2 separate regions of the Scleropages formosus genome follow, and region 2 is linked to region 1. The links are chromatin contacts, called in public Hi-C maps. All regions are on one chromosome and are shown on one strand. Each heading gives the region's core, a stretch centred on a gene start, on an enhancer-like site or on the middle of the called end of the contact. The rest is flanking DNA. Distances are from core to core; before and after follow the strand shown.

Region 1 (6,817 bases), core at 1,464-3,963:
CACTTAATGACAGCAACTTCAGGGAACTGACAGCCTCACCTTAAAGTAGTCTCCGAAGGACCAGTTTCCCAACATCTCGAAGAAGGTATGATGGTAGACATCGCGGCCCACGTCGTCCAGGTCGTTGTGTTTGCCTCCAGCACGAACACACTTCTGGCTGTTAACTACTCGCCGATACCGCGCCATCTCACTGCGAGGGTCCACTGTGCCCAAAAAGATGGGCTTGAACTGGCGGAGAGGCCACAGGCTCATATCAGACATTCTAACGGATGAAGAGCAACTGACACTCCAGTCCGTGTAAAGAGGACATTTAAAAATAAAAATTTTTTTTAAAAAAAAAAAAAAAAAGAAAAAAAAATCAAAGACACCGGTAAATCACTCACTCACACACTTTACAACTGTTGGTCCTTGTCAAGGACATGGTGCTCCAGCACCTCTCACAGAACTCCCAGCCCAAAAGGTGTACACCCTGTACCTGTCCTCAGCCCATCAGTACAAACACCAATTATCTGACCCTTTTCTCTAAAGCGACTTACAACGTTAAGCTACTTACAATTTTGTTCCCACTTAGCTCTGTCATTTTTTGCTGCAGCAGTTTTAGGGTAAGTATTTTGCAGCTGAGGGGGGATTCGAACCCGCGACCTTGGTCCGGCTCTACCAGTACACCAGGTGGCCCAGTACTTTAAAGTTTAGTACTAAATTGATATACAGTAAAAATACTGCATACCCAGCTGTATAAACTAAAGTAGTAAAGGGCCAAACTGTATCTTGACTACTTTGTTTGTAAACAGGCCAGGGGGTGAGAGTGTACAAACAGTACTTTACTCCATACATTACTCTCTACAAAGGAAACTATGTGCGACGACAATGTGGTCTCTCTCAGACCTGGAACATTCGAGAGCTCTGTTCCAGCACACCTGCGAGCCCTGGTTCGGCTCACCTGGTTCATGCCCGCGTTAACGAACAGCAGGCTCGGGTCTCCCCGCGGCCGCACCGGCGCCGAGGGCACCACCCTGTGCCCGTGTCTCTCCTTGAAGAACTCTATAAACATGCGACGCGCTGCGCTGGACGTCAGCGTGGAGCCCTCGCGCCAACGGCATGCCCTGAGCTCGCGAACGCCGCTTGCGAAAAACAAACGCTTCGCTTTCACGCGCACGTTGCTCCACAAGCCGAAATGAAACACGGTAGCGGCCATGCTTGCTTGGAGCATGCGCAGAAACCGTGGGCTCGAGCTCCGTTGTGTCCAATGAGCGGCCGTATTCCAATTAGTCGCTGGCCACCAATCGTAGCCCCGTACTGAGCCACTGTGGCTCCGTGAAGTGCGGGAAGCTGCGGAAAATCCTCGTATCTGTGGTGTCGAAAAAAGACTGAGAATAAAAATGTTACCAAATTAATCTTATTATCTTGCCTGCAAAATTTTGTATTCATAAGAGTAGATTTAGCAGGAAATTCTAGCTTGTATTGCACAACGTCGTCAAGTAGTATATTAGTGCTGTTTCCCACCAGTAATTGTAAACGACTTATTTCAAGAAGCCTTCTGTGTAATAATAATTCCCTTGGTATTCGTATTTCTCTTTCCTCTATGTTGTATTGTTCAAAAATAATCTAAGAAGTCTGTAAGAATAAAATTAACTGAACATGCATAAGGTAACCTTTATTCATAATGGCTATTAACAACAGTTAATAATTTAATTACCCAAAACTATTAAAAATCTATAAACAAACCAACCATAAATTTTCGAAACAACCGAAAAGTAATACAAAAATTCCATACAAGACAAAATACTGAAAAATAAAATAGATTCAAATAAATAAATACATAAATAAATAAAAAGTCAGACTTTGTTAAGATACCCTACTGGATATGGACACTGACTGAAACGTCCAGACTCCGTTCTGAACTTAAAGTCTGCCTTTATTTTCCAATAAAAGTCCCATGCTCCCAGGACTGTCCTTCTACAGGTGAGGATGGTTCTGGCATTCCAAAGCACTTGCTTGGTAATACTACCCAGCAGCTGTCTAGATGCACTTGTTGGTAAGTATCTAGGGGACCACCTTTCAATACTTTGTCATATGAAAACATTGTTTTCTCATCCAGCTGCTGGCACAATGAAGTGACTGGTGACCAGATTGCCCACATAATGCCCACAATCCCAAAAATATGCCTGACAGTTTCACTCCCTGTGCGTTCAGGACAAGGACAGTAAGAGTGAACCTGTGTCTCTGCAGGATTTTCACTGCTGTTTTTCATGGAGTCACTGCTACTTGAAATCCCCCAGATGGCTGTCAAGGCCTTTTGGCTGAATTCATCTCCGAGCCTCTCCCTTGAGGCCCAATGTTGCCCGAGCGTGGTGGTGCAGCAGGTTTGGTTGGTGCCTGCTGTGTGGTGGGTCTGGGGTTTGAGTCCTGCTTGCTACCTTGCAATGGACTGGTATCCTGTCTAGGGTGTACCCCTTCAACCTTGTGCCCAATGTTGCTGGGAAGGCCCTGGGTCACCACAACCCTGCTCGGGACAAGCAGTTGTTGACGATGGATGGACAACAATAAGTGTGGCTCCCTAATATGCCCCTCCCATTACGGTACAATACTGCAGTTCTTCATGTACGTCAGTAATAGACACACTGACACGTTGTTAAGACAAACAGACGTATCGATCGTCTTGACATTCGACTGGTTTTAACTGGGCGTGACGTCATCTTCGTGCGACCGTTATCCTATAGCGGAGCACATTGTTGCAATCGTCTGCGATCTCAGTCGGAACTGCCCCCTGGTTCTTGTCCGAAAAGGATGTTACAGCAAGGTAGGTTTACCTGCAGCATGGGAGGCAGCACTGCTTGCTTCCCTCCTTTTTTATTCTGGGAACTGCAGCAGAAGCGCGCGTCGAGCACAGAGAGACAGCGACGACGAGTCGAGTGCAGTTCGGCTGCGCTGGTCTCGAGTCGAGAGCTAGTGCCTAGTCAGGACCAGTCAGTGTTAAAAATGGCTTATTTCTTCTATTGTTTCCGTCGGCTTACTGCACGGGCGGAGCCGTAATATATATGTAGTGGTGCTTTTCGGGGCTGCGGGTGGGGTAGTGCCGTGCCGTGCAAACCCAGCGTCGACGTGTCTTCTGCTTTCCCTCCATCCCCTCAGAGCGCGTGCACAGGGCGGGAGAGCGATCCGGCGGCGCGGGGTGCGAGCAAAGGTGCTGTGGGCCACGGCCTTAATAAAACACACACACACACACACACACACACACACACACACACAGACTGAGTGACTGGCACATAACCAGCTGACAGACAGACGCAAGAGCTGCAGAAGAGCTCCAGGAGGTGCAGCTGTTTGTCTCAGGTAAGGGAAACCTGTCACTCTCTAAGCACTCAGAATTCTGCTGTCTCTCCTCCTCTGTCACCTTTCACTAGTGATCGGCTTTTAACAGAGAAATTTAATAGGTTCTGGTTAAAAAAAAAAAAAAAAAAAAAAAACTAAAAAGATTGATGGAGAAGTGGCTTGTGGTTTGAAAAAAAAATTAAAGAAATTCTTCCTGGTTCAGAAAAAATATAAGAATGCTTTGTAGAGAAATGGCTGTTGACTGAGTCACATGTATGTATGTACTGAAAGGAGGGTGTTGTGTTGAGTAGCTGCTCAGTATGTGAATTTGTCATTGACCTGTCAAGTTCAGCACCCTGGTCACAACAGAGGGCTCTGAAGGGACATGGACAGCAGCGGGGACCTGAGGAGCCTGTCAAGTCAGCGAGACGACGAGGCCACGTGCACCTCGGCGTCAGAGGGCCTGGAGGAAGGGGAAGTGGAGGGTGAGACGCTTCTAATTGTGGAGTCGGAGGACCAGGCGTCAGTAGACCTGTCGCACGACCAGAGTGGAGACTCCCTGAACAGCGACATCGGCGATGATGCAGATACCAGCTGGAACGAGGACATCTCCTTCTACTGCGAGAAATGTCACAAATGGATCCCCAGTTGTAAGGCGCCTGTCTGTCGCAACTAACAGACCTTACATGTTTTACCTTTTTGTACAGATGTGTGTTCAACTTCATCGAGTAGTGTGGGAAAAGTATTTATATCACCAAAAAAATGCGCCTTGGATTTTACACTTTTGTTTGACTGCAGTAGTCGCCGCTACTGAATAATGTGCTTACATGGCTGGTCGAAATGACGATAGAAGAAATCTTGGCGCATAATACTTTTAGTATTATGAGAGTAGTCCTGTGAGCAGTCTTGTTTGCTCCTAATTTATAGCCCAGCTGCGAGGAGAGCAGCCCAGCTACCTGAAAGGAGATAACTTCTTCAAATTTACCTGCTATGACTGTTCTGAGGATGGCAAGGAGACTTTTGAGAGGATGAGGCTCACCTGGCAGCAGGTACAGTGCAGCAGCAAGTGTCAAGTCACACTTAATGGACTAAGGTGCTGGCCAGCCTTCCTTAAGCAATTGGCAACACTTCAAGCTCTTGAAATTAAACTTTGCAAGGCCTTTAGGTCTTACATCACAACACTGAAGTACAGTGGAAAGACCAAAAGATGAGGTGAAGCGTTTTGGACACCAGTGTGAAGGCTTTGTGCTGTGGTTCATGTGAAGGTCCAGAAGGAAAGTAGTACCAGTGTTGCAGAAGAAAACCGTTTTTTTTTTTTTTTTTAAATTGGTTTCCCCATTGTTTTAAAAGCTCAAACTCATTACTAATACTGCTGATTGTTCCAGAAAGTCCCAAAAGTGATACACTTTTTAGTGATATGTTATATTTTTACATTTTATTGTAAATTATAATTTGCAAATGTTCTCGCAGACTGCATTATGTGAAGTGGTGGGCCATGTGATGGATACCCCTGACCTAGAGCATATTCAACATGAAAACTGCAGTAGAACATTATAAATGTACACAGCAAATGTAATGACAAATTAACTTTACAGGTGGTGATGCTGGCCATGTACAACCTCTCCCTGGAAGGTACGGGACGTCAGGGATACTTCCGGTGGAAGGAGGACATTTGCGCTTTCATTGGAAGACACTGGAGCTTCTTGTTGGGTTCTAGGTGAGAGAGAAAGGCTTTACTTATCATAGAGCAGTCCTTTTTTTGGGTCCTTCCTTGAAAATGCAGTGCTAATGTCAGGTGACATCTTGTGGATTCATTAAAAATTTTTCATTAAATACAAGTTTAATAACAGTTTTTGCAAGGTGTAACATATTTTTCCACTTTATGATGATTGTATAGTAATGGATTTTGTGGCCACAGTGTGTGGATGATTTGGCTTTCCCCTTGAGCCTCAGACTTCCAAATGAAAAAAAAAGGGCCAGACTTAACATAATTTAGTTTTTTTTTTTTTTTTTTTAAACCATCCTGAGGAAAGTCAGCACTCGCAGCGCACTGTAAGGGTTAGGGTTCAGAACCACTGATTTAGAAGTGGCGTATTTCAGTGGGTCTGACTGTTAAGCGGATTTCAACTCTGTCCTCTGTCAGAAAGAAGACATCCACGTGGTGGAGCACGGTGGCAGGCTGTCTGTCAGTCGGGAGCCCCACGTTTTTTCGCTCAGGAGCGCAGGAATTTGGTGAGCCTGGCTGGTGGAAGCTGGTGCAGAATCGTCCCCCTACTCTGCGTCCAGAGGGAGAAAAAACCTCTGCGGTATCTATGAAAGCCAAAGGTACAAAAATTTGCCTCTTACAGTATTTGTAATAAAGATGTTTTGGAAAAACACCGGACGTGTTAGGAGTAGACTGGAGCATGTTGTCCATTGACCCGAGAACTGAAACTGACACCACTGGTACTTCTAAGAAATCATAGCAGTGTTTTTCCATAGTAGTTGCTCTTTTTCTTGGTTGATAACACAGTTGCCTCTGAACTTCAGAGCTGTGCGTGTGAATCCTGCTCATGCTGCCTGTGGTTCCATGTTCTCCCTGGGTTTTGTGGATACTCCGCTATCCTGCCACTGTGGATCCATAGTGTAATAGACTAGACCTTGATGCTCACACATTGTGCTCGCTCGATTACTGAGACAATAGTGAGATAAGTGACTGTTAATAATGTGGAGAAGTATGAAATGCTTTTCGTTTACTTAGGCACAACCAAGCCTCCGATGGACCCCATCATCACGGTGGAGGGCTTGCGGAAGCGGGCTGGTCGGAACCCAGTGGAAAGTGCTATGCAACTGAAGGAGAAGCGCTCACGCACACAGGAGGCCAAGGAGATCCGTCGTGCACAGAAGGAGGCGGCAGGCTTTGTGGACCGCAGTGCCTCTTCCACCCCGGTCAAGTTCATGAGCCGTACCCGGCGTCCTGATCTCGTGCTCGAGAGAGGTGAGGTGATCGACTTCTCCTCCCTGAGCTCGTCAGATCGGACACCCCTCACCAGCCCCTCGCCATCACCATCGCCTGACTTCTCGGCCCCCGGCACCCCTGCGTCCCATTCAGCCACACCCAGTCTACTGTCTGAGGCCGACCTCATTCCAGACGTCATGCCTCCACAAGCGCTGTTTCACGGTGAGCGTGTTTTGCAGAGTATATTCAGTAAAATTACATCTCGACACCATGGACGGACATGTCATCTTACAGGGTGCCATGTTAATGGTTCTCCAGATGTCTGGGACAGGTAACATGCTTAAATTTTCATAGTGAGATAAGTAGACAATGAATTAAGGCAAATTATTAAGAAATTCTGTCCAAATGCGTTATCTGCATTTTTGTTTCGAAATAATTTTATTGATAAAGTGCCCAAACTTGTCGGAAATAACAGAAAAAAATTACTTTTGTGAAGTACTGCTGGCCCGAAATTTGTCACCCTGCTACTGTCAGACCAGGCATGACTTTTCTCTGTCATTACATTAA
Region 2 (6,817 bases), core at 3,078-5,577, 170 kb before region 1:
TCCCACTTGCTGAGGGTACAGCTTGTCAGAGAATAGAGGCAGCCATTCTCCTGATCCCACAGCAGACTATACAGCTGCAGAGAAAACACAACCACACAGGTCGGCACTCCATGCATAACCAAAAGGAACAAAACACCACCCGCATTTAGGGCCAGTAACAGTGACAACGGATAATGCTGCTGAATAACAATCTAAAGGTTCCCGGATAGAACCTTACTCCTTTGTTTTCACATTTTCCCTTGTTATTAAGCCATTTAACTTTAACAAATATTTTCTAGGTGCTTTTCTTTTACTCCTCAGGAGCCATTTTCACAAGCTTCCTGTAAAACGGGCCCTAATTACAAGAGTTCAGACATATGAGCAACTACAATCTGTTCCATAAAATTCTGATACGTTATCAATTACTTGTCAGTAAGCAGTTATCACACTTGCACAAAACACCCACCCCCCGTTAACTTCAGCTCACCACAATCCTTCTTCTTTCCCTTAGATGTACAACCGAAAAGAATGTACCAGTACATAAACAGCAAGATAGGATACAAGTCCTAACTGAGAGATGGCATACATAATTTGCCATCCATTCTATGTTTTCAACTTTCTGAAACAAAAAAATAAGCCTTACACTGAGAAACTATCAATACTTGTGGTTCATCAACAGTTAGCTGCCACTGCTACACCTCAGGAGATTATAATTTTGAAGTACTAGTCATAAGTTCCAACCAGAAGAAACCAGGTGTCCAGTACTCTTTGTGGGTCTGACAGGGCACTAGTTCAAAATTATCTTCTACCAAACCAAAGGCATTCAATGTAGCAACACAAATTAGGGAACCAAAAAAAAAAAAAAAATGAAAAAACTTGCAGACCTACAAACTGAACAGGTCATATAGTTACTGACTTACAACAGAGTCAACAGGAGGGGCCAAAATGCCGAAGAGGGTGGAGACACGTCGACCAATTCCAGACAGGACCCCCTGTCCTTGCTGCAGTGGTCTCTGCTGGAGTTTCCCTGAACTGTCCACTCCCAAACGCAGTAGCTGACTTTTGCAGGATGAAAGGACAAAACTGTTTCCCTAAAGAAATGGAAATCAATGGAACCCAAATGCATTTTTAACTCATCCGTAGGGCGCAGCTCACACAAATATGGAATGATTCATATACAATCATATTATCACCAATATGTCAACATACTGATCAAAATGGTCCATGTAATGTTCAAAAGTCACACTATATACTGTGAGACAACGTGCACCCATTAATTGCTATATCAAGTTTTGGCTGTGTAGAATCTTGTACTGTGAGGGATAACTGCACAACTGAATCTTGACATCAAGTGCTGATATTCAGTTTTACCTTCATTTATCAAATGAGTTGTATTATCAAACACAAATACAGGCAAATTAAATCTTATAGGCACGTTACCTTCACAGGTTTAAGAAAGTTGCAGAAATTGCCACCCAGGTCTGCTACACACTCCGCATACATGGTTTCATGTGCCAGGCTGGGCCAATACCGTACTGTTCCTTCAGGAGAAACTGCCATGACTGAGACTGACTGCAGATGAACAACAGACAAATATGGATTTGCACACCTTTACAACCACTGCTAGCACTTGGACCTCCACCTAAGACTGTCACATTGACCTTCCAAACCTAGAAGAGTCTCTGCAATTCGGGTCATAGTCCTGATTTGTGTTATGTCATTTACCAGTTGCAAAAACCTCTTGAAATGGAGAAACACTCTAGTATCATACCAAGCCACTTCTTGGGACTGGCAAGCATTTTAGAGTTGCATCACTCCCACTCTGCACTTACCTTTCCCCGCAAGAAATATGAAGTAAAATGTAAATGACAAGTCACAGAGAGACAGAAAAAAAAAAAAAAAAAACATTCTATTAGCTCAGCCATCCTTTCCTCCCCATTATATGCATAGGCACTGGGGAAAAGTTATGTTACAGTACTATAAACAAATGTGCAACACAAGACAGACACACTTTAAAGAAAAGAAAAAGAAAATGCAACAATTTGTGCACCACGGTCTCAAAAGGCAAAGAAGGAGACTGCATACGAGGTATTGGCCTAGATAAACCAGCAACGAGAGAAACAAAACTGTATCAGCAGCAACTTAATAAAAGATAAATGAGGTCAAAGGTATGATAAACTTTGAGAAATTACTTTCATATTTGTCGTTTTCATTATTGCATTATACGCCAACTAACAAATTCTGAGGCTAATGGTTTAAATTAATATTATCTGAATGATCCCTCTCAATCAAGCATAACGACTGTAGTGTTCAGCTGGAACAAGAACCGTCTCGGAAACGCAACATCTAGAGAATTTCAGTAACGGTGACAATTCTTAGGGAAATGTGACAGCAGCAAGTTAAAAACTACATCAACATCATAAAACAAAATGTATGCTCTTCATAAAAAATGTTAGCATGGCTACTGATACAAAGGTTGTCCATGTAACAAACTCGTAATTGATGGGTGGATGGATAGATATACTTTACTGATCCCACAAGGGAAATTACGTTACAGCAGCAGAATACAAGTCTTAAAATACTTGCAATATAAAAAAAATAAATATATAAAACAAGTGGAAAAATACACGAGTTTTGCACCAACCTGAATAGGAGCTGTTTCTAGCGGGTTTGAAGACGAGATGGCGATCAAGTCTGCAGAGTACATAAACTGACTCGCGGACAACTGAAGATCTTTACAGACGGACAGCTGTTAAAGAGCGGGAAAAATATACAAACTAAGGCAAACATCCACAAATAAACAATGATTTTTTTTCCCCCCCCCTTAATAAAAACCAGCTTTGATTAAAATAATGAAAAACAGAAGATGATCATCATCATCATCTAGTGTGACACTACAAATAGTTTAAAACTGCCCTACTAATGCATTTGTATCTAGTGACTATTTTTGTATACTGGGTACTTTATATTTTTAAATATTTTTTATCCCTCATTCACATATTCTATCTTCTCATCTGTGTCTTGTCACTGTCATTCTGTCTGTGCTGTGGTAGTTCCTGTCACCAAGACAAATTCCTTGTATGTGCGAACATACTTGGCAATAAAGCTCATTCTGATTCTGATTCTAATAATCAATCAGTTTTATACCTAAGCAAAACAGCAAGAGTAAGAGAGGCATACAAAACCAGTAAGAAAATTCAAGAGCACCTTGGCCACCGCAGTCTGACTGATCTTCCAGATGATTAGTCTCTCGCCACACACCATCCAAGCCCAGCCACTTTCCTCTACCTTGACTGAAATCTGGTCACTGGTCACTGGAAAAGACAGTAATTTACTGCTCAACTACCGCATGCAGAAATATACAGTCCTTATTCGAAAAACAAGTTGGTCATATCTAGCAACGCCAAAGTCAGACCAACATGATAAAACTTTTTTTGGCCAACGAATGTCACCTGATATACAGGCAAGTGTTGGAGATTCTAACAGCAAGAGTAAAAAGATGTACTATTACTATGAGAAACTGAGGTGGTAGTGAACAGGAATAAGATTTTTTTTTTTTATTTTTTTTTTTATTTTCACACTTTTAATTTAGTCATGTCAATCAGCCCACAATTATATTTAAAAAAAAAAAAAAAAAAAAAAAAAAAAACTGTAAAACAAAGACAAAAGTGCTTGTTTCCCCCATTTACAGCAGAGCTGAAGCACGACGTCTTACAGAAGTTAGGGAACAGAGATGTGTGCACTGACTCTGCTCTTATATTTACCTACACTAAGTAACTAATCTAATTTTCCTGCTGTCTGTGCCACAGTGACACGGTGTGTGTCCTGTTATGCTGTGATGTCATGTGATGTCATGTGATGTGATCGAAGACGCGCGTACCGTCTGCCATTGTCAAAGCCTCCATGACCTTAACGGGCAAAGAGGAGCCAAAAGTCTGCACGTCAAAATTGACCGACTCCGCAGGCGTCTGGCTCTGCACTCTGGTCGGAGTTGCAGCTCTGCGGAAAACGAGGGGGCAAATTAAGCCACAGGTCACGTGCACACGGACGGACGATTGGTGGGAAGAACCACTAGTAATACCTGGCGGTTAACGAAGATCTCCGAGCGGGGGAGAGAAGCAGTGCTGCAGGCGTCGCTGTCACATTCATCTTTCTAGCAGCTACTGGCACCGCCGTTGGCCTACGAGCCGAAGCGGGAGTAGAACGAGCTGCAAACATGGTGTGTTCCTCTACGCACTATCGATATACTATACACGTCGAAGATAAACCTCTGATACTACGCGAAAGCGCCAGATCCTTTCCCAAAGTTTTCTCCACCCATGCGCCACAAAATATTCGCGCGCTTCCCCGGAGGACGCACATTTTACGCGTCACATCCAGCCGTGGCCATGTGACCGGAAACTGCCATGTTTGTCTTCCGGTGTCAATGTGGTGCAACTGCGCCCGATATAACTGGACTATGATGAGGTCCCGTGTCTTTAGTTAATATTTGCTGCAGTGTCGTTAACTGTTGTTTTATTTTTAATAGCCGTAAATGGTATGTCAGTGTCTGATGCGCCTCGTGTGTTGTGAAATGCACTCTGTTGTACGCTGCTTAGGAAAGTGCTACACTAAATGAAATGAAAACGTGATAATTCTGCTGCAACTTACTCGTTATAGAAATTGTTTCAGGAGAAATAAGCAAATTAAACACATGCAATATGTCCACTCGGTTTATTGTGTATTTTAATAACTAATTCCCAAGTTTATGCAGTGAGAGAAAGTGTTAGAGGAGTCAGAGCCCTGATTTGGGGCAATCAATGAAACAGTCAGTTTGTCAGCATTACCATAGCACGTGCCAAACACTGGCAATCCGTTCCACTCACCAAGGTAGAGGTAGAGACCCACAGAGAGGTGGCGACACACTCCCTACCCTTTCCCTCCCTCAGTGTGTTCACCACAGACTTCACCAGCAGCAGCTGAACAACTACAGTATCTTACTGGTTTAAACACAGGCCTGGCAGGAACTTTCATGCATTATTAGTCACAGCTTATTCACATCTGAAGTGGGATTTAACAGGTCCTGGAACAGCAGGGAGCGCAGTGGTCAGAGCTATAGCCTTTGGACTTGGAAGGGCCCGGGTTCCACTTCCAGCAGTATGCTTGATCACCGTTCTTACCCCGAATTGCTCCAGTAGCCTGTTTGTACCAAAATGTACCCAGCGTTATAAACGAGGGAATCATAGTAAGTTGCTCTGGAGAAAAGCATCTTCTGAAAGCAAGTGTGATGTTCTCCTCCTTTAAGTTTTAATTATTGAACTCAACACAAGCAGCTGTTGACAGACAAGACTTCAGTGTGTTCATCTTGCATTTGTTCTTCAGCAACAAATAACTTAAAACCACTTCTGGCAACTAAAACTTTCCAGATGTTTGAAAAAATAGACGTTTCACAGGTTTTCTGCACAAATACACAAAAGTTCCCTGGATTCTTATTTTTGTTTGAATATGGACAATGTCACATTTTGAACAAAGCTGACCATTCAGATGCTTTAACAGAAAAGTAAGATCAGGATTTTATTTCACAATTCAGGAAAAAAAACAGGCTTTCCAGTGAGACATTTGGTTTGACTGATTTACTATAGACATAATTACAAAATGAAACTAAAGGAGTAATCTCATCTTTTACATTTTATAAACCCCACAGATCTGTAAAGAGCTCCCATTCCCCAAGTATAGTGTTCAGTGAAATAACACCTCATATTCCAATCATTTGTGAACACAGTCTTGGAAATACTGTCTATTTGTAGATTCTTGAAACATTTCCCCTACTAGTCGTTACATATGGCGAATCTAAAATTTACTACATTTAGATGTCTTTAGGCCACACAACCTTTGCTTTAAAAATGACACTTTCCACACCAGGATAAAAAGAGAAGGAACACCTGTTTGGTCTCCCAACAGTGCTTATGCATCTTGGCAAATATTATACATCATGCCAACTAAATATACTTATACTGCTGTATGGATCAGTGTGTTCCAATTCAGCTTGGTGAACTTCAAAGTAAAGCAAATTGAATTCAAATCCCAAACTAGTTTCATAGCCAACACATATATACTACCATGAAAATAAATGGAACACAGTTGTATTTAGGAAAGCAATATAAACTTTTTTTTTTTTTTTTTTTTTTACACAAGATTATCAGCCCACATTTTTTCCTGAAAACTTGGTTTAAAGAAAGGTTAAAACAAGAAAAGAAACTCAGTTAATAAAGGTTGTAATTTGCAATTTAATAAGGCTTGGAGACTTTAAATCTTTGGTTAATAACTTTATCATAAAAATTCAATTACTTCAAAGTTCATTTTACAGTTTCACCCAATCTTGATTCACATTACAGCGTAGACATGATGTATTATTTGACAAAGAGCATAAAAACCCCTCAAAAACACTGGGCCCAAAAAATACTCAAGATTTGGACCTCTTTAAAAAGATCTCAATTTTTTTAATGTAGTCTGGTGTTTAACAAAAACACTCTGGTATAAACATTTCTATGGATGACAAATCTAGTTTTGTTCAAACATGAAGGTCTTGACCCATTTTAAGGCTTCTCTTTCTCATATTTAAATTCTTTTTTCAGAACAGCCTCCCCACAATATTTGCGAAACGGAAGTGGTTCATTGGTTTTTGACAGCAGGGATTCAAGATCTTCAGCACACTCCCTCTCCCCCTCAAATCAAATACTAGTGTTCTTGTTTCTCCTGAGCTGTACCTGTCACTAGCAGCAAGTTGCATGCCATGAACTGCACACTCAGTACATTGCTAGTATTTCCAGTATAAATACCTACCAGCTCATTAGAGGTA

What was found. A called contact is a pair of places that touch in the nucleus more often than the background predicts.
Region 2: a contact with region 1 is called in a Hi-C map of muscle, with 4 times the contacts expected there. The contact joins the promoter of nup133 here to the promoter of kat14 in region 1. A contact is called at or near these places in 2 of 2 Hi-C or Micro-C datasets (both in muscle).

What each region holds. Positions count from the first base shown.
Region 1 is chr16:17,151,997-17,158,813 of fSclFor1.1, reverse strand. kat14 (lysine acetyltransferase 14) reads left to right here and starts at 2,713. Exons shown (of 12, transcript XM_018750751.2): 1 at 2,713-2,800; 2 at 3,133-3,333; 3 at 3,660-3,962; 4 at 4,240-4,361; 5 at 4,908-5,029; 6 at 5,456-5,637; 7 at 6,053-6,472. The coding sequence starts at 3,698. aars2 (alanyl-tRNA synthetase 2, mitochondrial (putative)) reads right to left here and starts at 1,195. Exons shown (of 22, transcript XM_018750707.2): 1 at 941-1,195; 2 at 40-228. The coding sequence starts at 1,195.
Region 2 is chr16:17,325,239-17,332,055 of fSclFor1.1, reverse strand. It overlaps nup133 (nucleoporin 133), which reads right to left and starts at 4,327. Exons shown (of 26, transcript XM_029258792.1): 1 at 4,061-4,327; 2 at 3,860-3,978; 3 at 3,187-3,293; 4 at 2,624-2,728; 5 at 1,420-1,551; 6 at 900-1,070; 7 at 1-74. The coding sequence starts at 4,197. taf5l (TAF5-like RNA polymerase II, p300/CBP-associated factor (PCAF)-associated factor) reads right to left here. Exons shown (of 5, transcript XM_018750833.2): 5 at 6,259-6,817. The coding sequence ends at 6,697.